Regions from separate parts of the Rattus norvegicus genome. Here region 2 is linked to region 1. The links are chromatin contacts, called in public Hi-C maps. All regions are on one chromosome and are shown on one strand. The core of a region is the stretch at or near the end of the contact, and the rest is flanking DNA. Distances in the headings are between cores, read along the strand shown.

Evidence for each region. Hi-C and Micro-C count contacts between places; a contact is called where the count stands out from the background.
Region 2: a contact with region 1 is called in a Hi-C map of the A7r5 cell line, with 1.8 times the contacts expected there. The contact joins the enhancer-like site here to the promoter of Esyt2 in region 1. A contact is called at or near these places in 5 of 12 Hi-C or Micro-C datasets (the A7r5 cell line, Schwann cells, frontal cortex and 2 more).

Annotation. Positions count from the first base shown.
Region 1 is chr6:143,358,393-143,364,382 of GRCr8, reverse strand. Esyt2 (extended synaptotagmin 2) reads right to left here and starts at 1,659. Exons shown (of 22, transcript NM_001271169.1): 1 at 1,219-1,659. The coding sequence starts at 1,548.
Region 2 is chr6:143,402,554-143,409,201 of GRCr8, reverse strand. Esyt2 (extended synaptotagmin 2) reads right to left here. Exons shown (of 22, transcript NM_001271169.1): 5 at 4,205-4,277; 6 at 3,910-3,999. Among named protein-coding and RNA genes, the nearest start is that of Esyt2, 43 kb to the right of the region's middle. Within about 2 kb of position 2,106, at least 15 of the 93 cell types and tissues checked have an H3K27ac peak or open chromatin away from gene starts, as enhancers often do. A contact at or near this core is called in the A7r5 cell line, where this site is marked.

The DNA of each region.
Region 1 (5,990 bases), core at 410-2,909:
TGCCATATTTCACAGGTGTTTCCTAGATGGAAAGGTGGAACATTCTCCATGTTCTTTCTCCACTTAAATTCCTTCATTCTCCCTTCTAAAATTCACTACTATCTACTTCCACAGACAATTACATCAAGCCTAATATTGTGCAACATTTCTCTTAAAATATGCACTATTTCCTTCTATCTGAAACACTCTTTGCTAAGAAAGACAGTGAAGAGAAAAAGATGATAAAAGCCTTCTCCAATAGATTCAAATACTCAATAAGTAAAAAGCAATTTTAGGAAAAATAATGTCATAACTTAATCATTACTTTTCACTCTTTCAAAACCTCCCTCTACATGTTCACTGTGGATCTTAACGATCACATGAAAGTGTCTCGTCATCAGTCCGGTATTTTAAACAATGAAACAAACACTTCAATTCTTCTAACATAAGCTTTCCAGGAACACTTCAATCATGTTAGACACAGCTAAGAAATGAAGGAGTCTTCTTGATTTTTGTATTAACTTCTCCGCATTGGCTGTCACTACTTTTTAAATCAGAAAGGAGAATGTGGACGTTTCCAGGCCTGCTGCGCCATGCTGGCAAAAGGTTTACAGAATCACTCGGGACAACAGAGATCTCAGTCAGCTCATTGACCACCAAGTGTGCTTCAGGGCAGTAGTGAGAGAGGAGGAAAAGGATCCAGCAACTAACAATGACGGATACTGCCAAGTTAGGAAGTATTCACTACCTGTGCACTTTGCTAGCGATGGGCGAGGACTGAAAGCCAGGAAGAGGACTGAGAACGGTCACTCTCTGAGCAGATAACGACCAGGACACCTCCGCCCTGGATGAGGGTGGGGACAGCAATGAGGACACCTGACTTAGGTGGGGGAGGTGGGTGCGCTGACACAAATCAGACTCAGACGCAGGCCCTTGCTCAGAGCCACGGTGGCCAGAACCACCACCACTCCCCGCCCCTGAGGAAAGGCGGTAAGCAGAGTGCTGACAGAAAACACCAGTTTAGGTAGGTAGACAGCGAAAGAAGTAGACAGCAGTAAGGTCACACACCTGACTTGGTCCAGGGTCCAGGTTGTGCGGACCCCGGATGGGATCGAGATTTGAGGCCAGGGGTAGCTGACACCTCACTTGGGCTGGAGCTTGAGTCCCCCACTCGTCCCTAAGAAGGGGAGAAGGGTGGTGCGGACCTGACTCTGCTCAGGTCCGGGGGACAACACTCACCCAGGCGGGCAGGTCGCAGGCTCGCACTCCCAGGCGCACGGCTTGCTCCTCGTCCTCCAACAGTGCCAGTGCGCGACACAGGCGGCTGGCCTTGAGGCCGCGGCTCCGGCGGCACCAGGCGAGCAGCCCGAGCGCCAGCAGCACCCAACTGAAGCTCAATCCCAGGTAGCCGAGGGCGTACACCGGCAGCAGCAGCGCAAAACTGCGCGCCAGCTGCCCCAGCAGCCCCGGCAAGTCCACACTCAGCGCGCTGCCCGGGGCCTCGGGCTCAGAACGGCCCCCGGCCCGGCCAGTACCGGCCTCAGGCCCCTCGCCCCCCGCGCTGCTCATCGCCAGCCGCGCAGAGCACTCCTCCCTGCTGAGGCGGGCGCGGCTCTCCCACAGACAGCAGGTCGCTCTACCCCGCGCGCCAGCGCCCCACTGAGGGGGACAGCGGGCGCCACCGCTCCACTCCTCAAACGGGCGGGACTCGACGTCATCACGGTGCGCGAGGCCCTCCTCCACCCGAGGCGTCTCCGGGAGAGTGTCTAGTATGGGCTGAGAGCGTGTTTTGGTGACACAATCACCGTGCGCCCGGCTCTTCCTTAAGGGGATCAACTGTTCAGAGACAGTCTACGCTGAAAAGAATCTGGGCGGGGCGAGATGTCAATCGCTAACCCGATCCCGCCCACTCTCCAGCGCCCTCGGAAAAGAACCTGGGGCGGCGAATGGACTGTGTGCAGGGTGTCATCGCGCGGTCCGCCCCGCCCCGACTCTAGTGTTCCTGCGCGGCTATTCCCCGGTCGTTACACCAGGAATGGGCAGCTGGCGACGCCATCACGCCAGGCAGGCCCCACCCCCTAACCTGTAGGGGCGGTTCCCTCTGCGCTCTAAGAGGGTGGGCAGCGCGCCAGACGGACACACCCGGACTTTGCTCCGTAGGAGGGCTGGAGAGGGAAGCGTGGCTTTCGCCGGTGTTGGAAGTGAGCAATGGCCCAGACGAGTTGGAGGGCTAGCGAGATGAGTTCTTTTCTAAAGTGTAGCGGCTTCTATTCGGGGCTTAGGCCAACCAACCTCTTGCCACTCCTAGCTCCCTGACTGAGAACTTGAACTTGCCGGTGCCTAGGGTAGGAGGATGGCTCCTGGGCCTGCCCGAGTGGAATGAGAACTTTGTGTCTGCTGCAATAAAATTCGATTTGCACCCTTACTGTGTGGTGTCTGGCACCTCTGTGTCTAGTACTCCTTCAGGTCTGATTTACCAAACAAAATGGCCCCAGTGAGCTTAGAAAAGCACAGTTGTGGGGTTGGGGATTTAGCTCAGCGGTAGAGCACTTGCCTAGCGAGCACAAGGCCCTGGGTTCGGTCCCCAGCTCCGAAGAAAAAAGAAGAAAAAAAAAAAAAAAAGGAAAGCACAGTTGTCATGAAGGGTTTTTTGTTTTGTTTTGTTTTAAAAAGGCAGCCAGGGTCCACCCCCACCCACCCACTCCTTTTAGAGGACATATGTGAAGCTTGCACACACAAAAAAAAAAAAAGGGAGGAAGGAAAGAAAGAAAGAAAGGGAAGGAAAGGAAGGAAGAAAGAAAAAAAAAAAGACATCTACTTTAAAGTTTGCTGGAGAGGAGCTGTAAGAACCCAAGACCTGAGTCGATTCCCAGAATCCACATTTGGCTGTTCACAAGCGCCTGTATCTTCAGCTCCATGGGATCTAATACCTCTGGCCTCTGCAAGCACCTGTACACATGTGCACAGACACACATAGGTATACTTTTTAAGAAAAATTCCCAGGAGGATAATTCCACAACTATGACTGGAATGTCGCAGATTCAGAGCCAAGTTATCCCGGACTGTATTTTGTTCCGTATGTATCCGTTCATTGCCTATCTCTTGTGTCTGATCTTATGCCACAATCCTTGTGATTCAAGTAAAAACCTTTTTGGAATGTATTAACAAACCACTGCCTTCCACCAACACAAAGTTACCAGTGTCATCAGTGTCTGAAACCTACAGGAAACAAAGTTCCCAAGTTTCAGCAACCTGATGTTTTTGATTCACCAATGTGTTTGAAAAATGCCTGGTTCCTGTAGTAAGTACTGAACGAACGAACAAATGCAAAGTCACCTGTGGAAGACTTTTCCCTGCATATGTGTGAATATATATTATAGCATTTCAGAAGTATGCCATGTTTGAGAGGGAGTAGTAGTCTGCTGGACAAAGGGTAGTAAACCAAGCAAGTTCCACAAAGTTCTATTGCTGCAGGGAAATGCCATGACCAAGGCAACTCATAAAAGGAAACATTTTATTGGGGCTGGCCTACAGTTTCAGAGATTAAGTACAGCATCATCGTGGCGGGGAGCACCATGGCATGCAGGCAAATATGGCACTGTAGAAGCAGCTGTGAGATTTATATCCAGATCTTCAGAAAGCTGGAAGAGAGAAGCCCTGGGCTCCTAATGGGCTTTTTGAAACCTCAAAGTCCACCTCCAGTGACACACTTCCTCAGCAAGGCCAACCTCCCAATCCTTTCAAACAGTGCCCCTTCCTGATGACCCAGGATTCAAATCTCTGATCCTATTGGAGCCATTCTTATTCAAACCGCCACACAAGAAGGGTATTTCCTTTTTTCTTTCACTTTATTTTGTGTGCCTCCAAATGAAATTACATTATGTAAACCATAAATATGCAAAATAGCAAATGGCAACTCACCTCCCCACATCAAGTTAATGCTCTGAATGCTGCTAAATTTGAATAAGTTTGAATAAGAGATCCCAGGATGGAGAGAGAGCTCAATGATTAAGAATGTTTGCTGTTGGGGCTGGAGAAATGGCACAGCCATTGAAAGCACTAACTGCTTTTTCAGAGGTCCTGAGTTCAAATCCCAGAAACCACGTGGTGGCTCACAGTTGGTTAACCGTGATAAGATCTGATACCCTCTTCTGGTGTGTCTGAAGACAGCTATAAATTAAGAAAAAAAAAAAAAAGAGTATGGTTCCCAGCACCCGCGTTAGACAGGCATACAATAGGAATCAGAAGCATGAAACAGGCCCAAGGCTCGAAGAAGTCTAATGCAGCTCACCTCTCACACATGCTGGAGTCCAGAGGCTACAAAAACAGGCAGTCTGACTTACCTCCCATCTCAAAGTTTTGAAAAACTGTCTAACTGGAGATGCTATGCTCTTACCCCTCCCTACTCTCAATTACAAAACACCTCTCAGACTGAACTGTGCATTCTCTTACAGCCTGACCACTGGGTCTTGTGATCTAAATTCTCAGAGAAATAAAAGTCTACTCTTGCCACTGAGGGCAATATGAGATTTCATCCTTTCATTATGCTCTGCTCATTTAATTCTTTTTTTCTTCCTGGAAGTAATTTTTATTTCTGAAATTATAACTACATTATTCCCTCCTTCCCCCCCCCCGAAACCCCTTCCACATACCCCTCTTTATGCTTTCTCTCAAATTCATGACCTCTTTTTCTTTAATTGTTGTTAATACGCACACAATGTGTGTGTGTGTGTGTGTGTGTGTGTGTGTGTGTGTGTGAGAGAGAGAGAGAGAGAGAGAGAGAGAGAGAGAGAGAGAGAGAGTCTTAATCTTAGGGTTTTATTGCTGTGACCATGACCATGGCAACACTAATAAAAGAAAGCAAATATTTAATTGGGGCTGGCCTACAGTTCAGAGGTTTATTCCACTATCATCATGGTGGGAAGCATGGCAGTATGCAGGCAGACGTGATGCTGGAGAAGGAGCTGAGAGCTCTACATCTGGATCCTAGATCTGCAGACAGCAGAAAGAGACGTTGAGCCACTAGGTCTGACTTAAGCTTCTGAGACATCAAGCCCAACCCCAGTGACTTGACACACTTCCTCCAACAAGGCTATACTTCCTAATAGTGCCACTCCCTATGGGCCAATTGGGCCATTTTTATTCAAACCACACACATACACACATACACACAAACACACACACATTTGTATATATGTATATAATACATATATGTTATAGTTATATATTTAGGAATGCACACATTGTATTATATACATTTAGACAGTTTTTCAAAATCTCTGAGATGGGAGATAAGTCAGATTGCCTGTTTTTGTAGCCTCTGGGCTCCAGGGTGTGTGAGAGGTGAGCTGCATTAGACTTCCTCGAGCCTTGGTCCTGTTTCATGCTTCTCATTCCTCTTGTATGCTGTTTAATGGGTTCTGGGAACCATACTCTGTTCCTCTGAAAAAACAGCAAGCACTCTTTTCTTTCTTTGTTTCTTTCTTAAGATTTATAGCTGTCCTCGGACACACCAGAAGAGGACATCAGATCTTACTACAGATGGTTGTGAACCACCATGTGGTTGCTGGGATTTGAACTCAGTACACACACACACACACACACACACACACACACACACACAGTCTATGTTTTGTATGTTTATGTATATTTATATGATTTCAAGGCTAACCACCTGATATGGGATAACCAACTGAGATTCAACATCCTCTTCTGACATATGTGTTCCTGCATACACAAAACATACACTCACTTAGACTCATAATAATACTGGAATATTTTGTAGTATAAAAAGGAGAAAGAACCATTTGGCAATGAAGGACCTGGAAAGCTTCTCAGGAGGTACCTGTACTAGACAAATCTAAAGCAACCTGAGCAGCAAAACACAATGCTATTTGCAGATGTTACCATTTGGAGGCAAACTCTCTCTCAAAGGTCATGTCTGAAGACTCGATCCAAACGTAGCAACATTCAGAGGCGATTGAATCACGGGCTCTAAACCTATAAGAGAT
Region 2 (6,648 bases), core at 857-3,356, 44 kb before region 1:
GACCAGGATCTAATTATAACTCATTCTGGGCTATTTTCAACTTCCTTAATAGTCACTCCTTGTCCACATCTGTGTCTGACTTCACATCTTTGTGACTCTCAGGGAAAACCTTTTAGAACGTATTGGAGACCACAGCAGCTTTCACCAGCTACTAAGAGTCTTATCAGATAGTGTCTGAACCCTAAGGCAGAGATTGCACTACTTTTCTTTCATCTGCCTGTCTAAATTTCCACCAATTACTTGAAAGGTGCTTTTATTTATGACTTTGTTCTGTTACTATAAAAACTTCCTCAAACTGTTACCACATTTGGAACATGGAATTTGGGAAAACCTAAATCTGTGTTCCCAGGCTGAGGATACTCATAGTGGACTCCAAAATAAACTATCTTTATCCCCTTGAAATAAGAGCTGTGGTTTTGCGCTGATATAAACCCTTAGGATGTATGCTTTAGGCATATCCAAAATCTCTACCTAGATTGGGTTCTCTATAAACTTCTAATGACAAAAAGGAATCCACCTGACTCTAAATTATGTTTTATGTATGTACTTGTGTGGGTGCATGTGCACAAGTACATATATGTGTAGGCTAGAGATTAACACTGGGTGTCTTCCTCTATTGCTCTTTACTTTTATGACAAGGTCTCCCTAAACACAGAGTTAACCAGCTTTCTAGAGTAGCTTTCTCACAGCTGAGCAATGAGCCCTGGAGCACTGGGTTTCTGACACATGCTATCATATCTAGGTGTTTTACAAAGGTCCAGCATCTGGAATCAGGTCCTTGAAGCATGCGAAAGACACTGACTAATCTATCTCCCTAACCCTCCTTTTGGTTATCACAACTTTTTTCATTCCCAAGGATTCAAAGCCTATTGCCTGACAGACAGGAGCCAAGGACTCTACCACTGGAGTCCATCCTGTCCGTTCGTTATCAGAATATTTATTCAGACTTTTACCCTTACCCTAGCATCACTCTAGTGTTAGAACCTCAATAAAATGCTAACTATATTTAATTCTTTAAAAATGTAAAGGTTTGGGGTTGGGGATTTAGCTCAGTGGTAGAGCGCTTGCCTAGGAAGCACAAGGCCCTGGGTTCAGTCCCCAGCTCCGAAAAAAAGAACCAAAAAAAAAAAAAAAATGTAAAGGTTTACTGTGTGCTTTTAAGAGCACAGACATTTAATTGTGTTAGGTGGTAGTGTCACTCCTCTGTCACAGACAGGGGACTGAGACCTACAGACATGGCACAAAAAGAAGACAAGTAGAGGTGAGGCAGTGCAAAGCTGTCACAGAGACCCCACACTGCTGTGCTCCCTGTTGCCGAAGCACCACTGTTCCACCTGGACTGTTCACTTGGCTGCAAACTTCATCATGTCAAGAATTATCAGGGGTCACTCCACAAGTACCACATTACCAAAACTAATTAAACAAACTAGAAGGCAGAAAACATGAAACTGTTTTATACGAGTCTATGGTATTTGTTTCTGAGTCACTGGGCAATAAAAAAAAAAACAGTAAAACTAAAAAGCCCTTCTAGCTGTATTTTTCACTAGACTAAAGAAGAATTATTTGGCAGCTAACAGCAGTAAGTTCTCATATTTTCCAGCTGAAAGTAACTGAAGAAAATTCCCTTCCCTCTAAAGCATGTTCAGTGGCTTTATTTACCATATAAGGAAAAGGTGACCGAACACTTCAACTCTATCCTTTTCTTCTCGGCACTCCAACAGCCTGTCGCTGGGAGTTAATGCTGTAATTTATTTTACAAGTGCCGTCATCTGTGAAGAACAAAACTATTTAAGAGCACAGTTAAGTTCTGAGGAAGACTAAAGGTCTTCCTTTTTCTAAGGGATAGGATCTTTATATTAAGAATATTTCCAAAGACAGATAGTTTTTAGCAACTTATTAAAGAACGTTTTAAATACTCATGAATGGAGTCTGTTTTTACATAAACTGCTCTTTAAAAAAATTGGTAGGAGGAAAAAAAGATGTATTTTAAATCTTTTATAGATTTATTTCTCAAAATTATAATAAAGTAAAAATGACTGAAGTCCTTGATAGCTTTTGGAGTTGTAACGTACATCCTGTTCTACAACACAGGAAGTAAGGACGCGCAACACGACTGTGAGGGCACAGTGTGAGTCATGCACAAAGCACTGCCTGTGCGCATAGTCTGGCCTAGGAATACCGTATTTTTAAAACCAATAATTTTCAATAGGTCTTTTGAGCCAAATTTTAAATCATTTTAATCTATTTTAAATCACACATGATTGTTTCAGTAAATATTAAAAAAGATTGTATCATCCCACGGTATAGCCAGCTCTGGAGGGCCACATGGCATCTGCGGGGTGTTTTCATCTCAGTCAGCAAAGCATCTCATCTGCTAAGCTTCCAATCACCACACGCTACCCTCAGCTACTCTCTGAGCCCAGCAGCAGCCACCCTCTTGCAACTCTCTTGTTGCAGACCCTGCTCACATTCCCAGCATCCGTCCCCTGTGGTTATAGTCACAACTCCCAGTTACCTGTTAAAATAAAAACTCAATAAGTTTGTAACTTAGCAATCAGATTTATATCTTAAATTCTCACTCGACAAAATGTCCACACAATAAACTCATAACCAATTGATAATGATATAATCTGCCCACCTAGATAAGACAAATTGTCCTATAAAAATCCATCTCTTGAAAAATACTCCTAACTACCCGTGGCCATTTAAGACCACACAGATCTGGGTCTTCTTTCTCTGCCCACACATGATGTTAGTAGTCCCTCCCAGAAACTTGCCAAGGATCATAAGCAGTATCCCCCTAAGAAGTAGCTCATCTAGACTCTCTGAACATTGGAAACAGACATGCCCTTCATTTTAGCACTAATGGTCACTACTGTACAACTTTCAAAACTACAGTGCACACTTGTCCTAGAAGATAGAAACCTTCTAGAAGTGAAACAAAATAGATCAAGAGAGAATTCTCGAGAAAAGAAAAAGTGGAGGACACAGTAACTACTTTGCTTCAAAGGACATTAAGTTCCTATGGTTGGAACTTGGGATGCACAGTTAGGCAGTAGGGAAATGCAGCTAGAATGAGAGAGCTTGCCTAGCATGCACAATGCCCTGCCTTCGATTCTCAGCATTAAAAAAAAAAAAAAAAAAGGAAGAAAGAAAAAGGCACTGAAGGTAGCACTAATCATGGGCTGCAGGACTCAGGTAAGGGTAAGAAATAGCTTTGTCTTCCTGTTTCCATTCTAGTAATGTGTAACAAGCACAGAGCACTTAGAACAAAGATGAAAAGAAATACAATCTAAAAGTATGAATGACAACACCATGCTTAGCCAACAATTAAAAGACCAACAAAAGATTCCATGTAAAAGCACAACACAGAGCTGCACCTGTAGTTCATCAAATACTCCCCTTACGTCCACCACCAAAGAAGGCGTATTTATCTCAGGAGGGAGTCAGAGGGAGATTTACAGGCATGGCATTACCTTAAAGTGTTTAGAAATATAAAACCTGTATCAGACTAATCTGGGTCTATGCCAAAGCTCTAATAATACTTAATCGCCGTGTGACCTCCAGATCAGTACAAGGAAACAATATTTAACTTTGCAAGTATGAGGATTAAATAAGCAAATGGAATAAAATCATACTTAATAACAGGCCAAATGTATCTTCAACTTACTTAGCTAAAAATGATTTTCCTAACTTCCACAAACATTTTTATATTCAGGAAAGACCATTCTTTATCAAGAGATAAAACCCCCACTTAAGGCATACAGAAGTTAAAAGACTCAGGAACCATGCATCAGATAGGGGAAAGTTAATGGCAGGATTTTGTTCCTCCACTCTATCCTTCCGTGTATCCATTTTACTGCCCAGAGAGCAAAGATAAGCATGACGTCATGAAATAAATGCACTTACTGGCTTCCTAAGGAAGAAGATGGACAAAGCTCCAACTAAAGGCATGTCCCCAATCAGGGGCTCCAGGATCACCCGCATTGTCCCATGGATCTGCACTCAGACAGGAAATCACAAGTCAGAAAACATAGTTCTTTAAAGTCACTTGGTGATTTTTAAGCACATGGCTTCTCACTTTATTCAACTATAACCACAAATACAAACTTACTTCGAAAACCTTCCAAGCTAATAAAAACTCATATTTTTCTTTCTGAATACAGCCTAGAAAACTCTAAAATGAAAAATTTGAAAAACTTACCTGTATACTTTTCACACCAGCTCTACAAAAATATCTTTTGATCTCCAAATCAATCTCACAATTTCCTACAAAACTAGCACAGAAAAATTCTTCATTAGATAAAGTGAGTGGAATTACTCATCCTCTTAGCTGTCTGTTAAGATTAGGCAGTGTAAAGGACATAATCAGACCACACGATGGTAAAATAGACATACTGTAGGCAGAATGGACTGAAAATGTAACCAATACCACAAGATTATTTATTGTCTTACTCTTGGTGTTACAGACACAGTGCTGTCAGGCTCAACACTGCCGTGTCACCTGTGAGGAACACTGCATATGCTCTTACTTCTCCCACATGTGAAAATCTTAGATAAATTTAGATGCCCAACACATGGGAGGCTGAAGCTGAAGGACTACCAGTTTAAGGTTAGTCTGGACTATACAGTGTGACACCCTGTCTCAAAACAAACAAAACAAACGAAAATAAAATAGATGAGAATGGAGCTCGGTGGGTGGACTAGCTGTCTAGCATATAAGAGCTCTGGGTTTAATACACAGTCTTACCTAAATCGGGGGTGTACGATACATTGGATTCTTAGCACTCAAAGGAATAAGCAGGAGAATGGTGTCCTCCTTATGTACACAGAGAGCTCAGATCCTATCTCAAAAAGCAAAAATTTTAAAAGCATGTAAACATGTAGTTTCAAAGAAAAATATGAATAACAATGTGTTATTTCTGGAACACTCATTTGATGGAAAGTGTTTTTATGCGTATAAGAAACCTTTGTTTAAAACACAACAAAGGTTATTTTGTCAATAGTGGAGCTCACCACCTTTTTCCTTAGTCACAAAAAAACAGCTTATTTTGAACCTTCACTTTACTCAGAGATTAACTTCAAACACAAATGTAAAACAAATGGTTCCTTACTATGATAATGCAAAGCATGCATTCATTTCCAACATAAACATGAAACTCTAATGCATTCCGCATGGGATGGTCTGGGATTTCACCTCACCTGTTTTAGCGGAGATTACTATTGCTATGAAGAAACACCAAAAAGCTAGTTGGGGAGGAAGAGTTATTTCATTCACAATTCCACATAACAGTTTAGCAAAGCCAGTGAGAGCAGGAACTCAATCAAGGCAGAAACCTGGAGGCAAGAGCTGATACAGAGGCCATGGAGGAGTGTCATCTACTGGTACGGTCTCCATGGTTTGCTCAGCCTGCTTTCTTTTTTTTTTTTTTTTTATTAACTTGAGTATTTCTTATTTACATTTCGAGTGTTATTCCCTTCCTGGTTTACGGGCCAACATTCCCCTAGCCCCTCCCCCTCCCCTTCCTTATGGGTGTTCCCCTCCCCATCCTCCCCCCATTGCCGCCCTCCCCCCACCAGCCTAGTTCACTGGGGGTTCAGTCTTAGCAGGACCCAGGGCTTCCCCTTCCACTGGTGCTCTTACTAGGATATTCATTGCTACCTATGAGGTCAGAGTCCAGGGTCAGTCCATGTATAGTCTTTAGGTAGTGGCTTAGTCCCTGGAAGCTCTGGTTGGTTGGCATTGTTGTACATATGGGGTCTCGAGCCCCTTCAAGCTCTTCCAGTTCTTTCTCTGATTCCTTCAACGGGAGTCCCGTTCTCAGTTCAGTGGTTTGCTGCTGGCATTCGCCTCTGTATTTGCTGTATTCTGGCTGTGTCTCTCAGGAGCGATCTACATCCGGCTCCTGTCGGTCTGCACTTCTTTGCTCCATCCATCTTGCCTAATTAGGTGGCTGCATATGTATGGGCCACATGTGGGGCAGGCTCTGAATGGGTGTTCCTTCTGTGTCTGTTTTAATCTTTGACTCTCTATTCCCTGCCAAGGGTATTCTTGTTCCCCTTTTAAAGAAGGAGTGGGGGTTGGGGATTTAGCTCAGTGGTGGAGCGCTTGCCTAGGAAGCGCAAGGCCCTGGGTTCGGTCCCCAGCTCCGAAAAAAAAAAAAGAACAAAAAAAAAAAAAAAAAAAAAAAAGAAGGAGTGAAGAATTCACATTTTGATCATCCGTCTTGAGTTTCATGTGTTCTAGGCATCTAGGGTAATTCAAGCATTTGGGCTAATAGCCACTTATCAATGAGTGCATACCATGTGTGTTTTTCTGTGATTGGGTTACCTCACTCAGGATTCAGCCTGCTTTCTTATAGAACCTAAGACCACCACCCTAGGGATGGCAATACACACAATGAGCTGGCCCTCACAGATCAGCGACTAATTAAGGAAATGTTCTACAGGCCTGCCTATAGCCCTGATCTTATAGAAGTTATTTCTCAATTGGGGTTCCTTGCTTACAAATGATTCTAGCCTGTGTCAAACCAACAGACAACTGCCAGCACAACCCCCATGCTTTGCTTCTTGGAAGTGGGGTAATCATAAGCCTATTTGATGAATAATGATCAGGAAGGGTCTAAGCCATTAATTCTCAACCTTCCT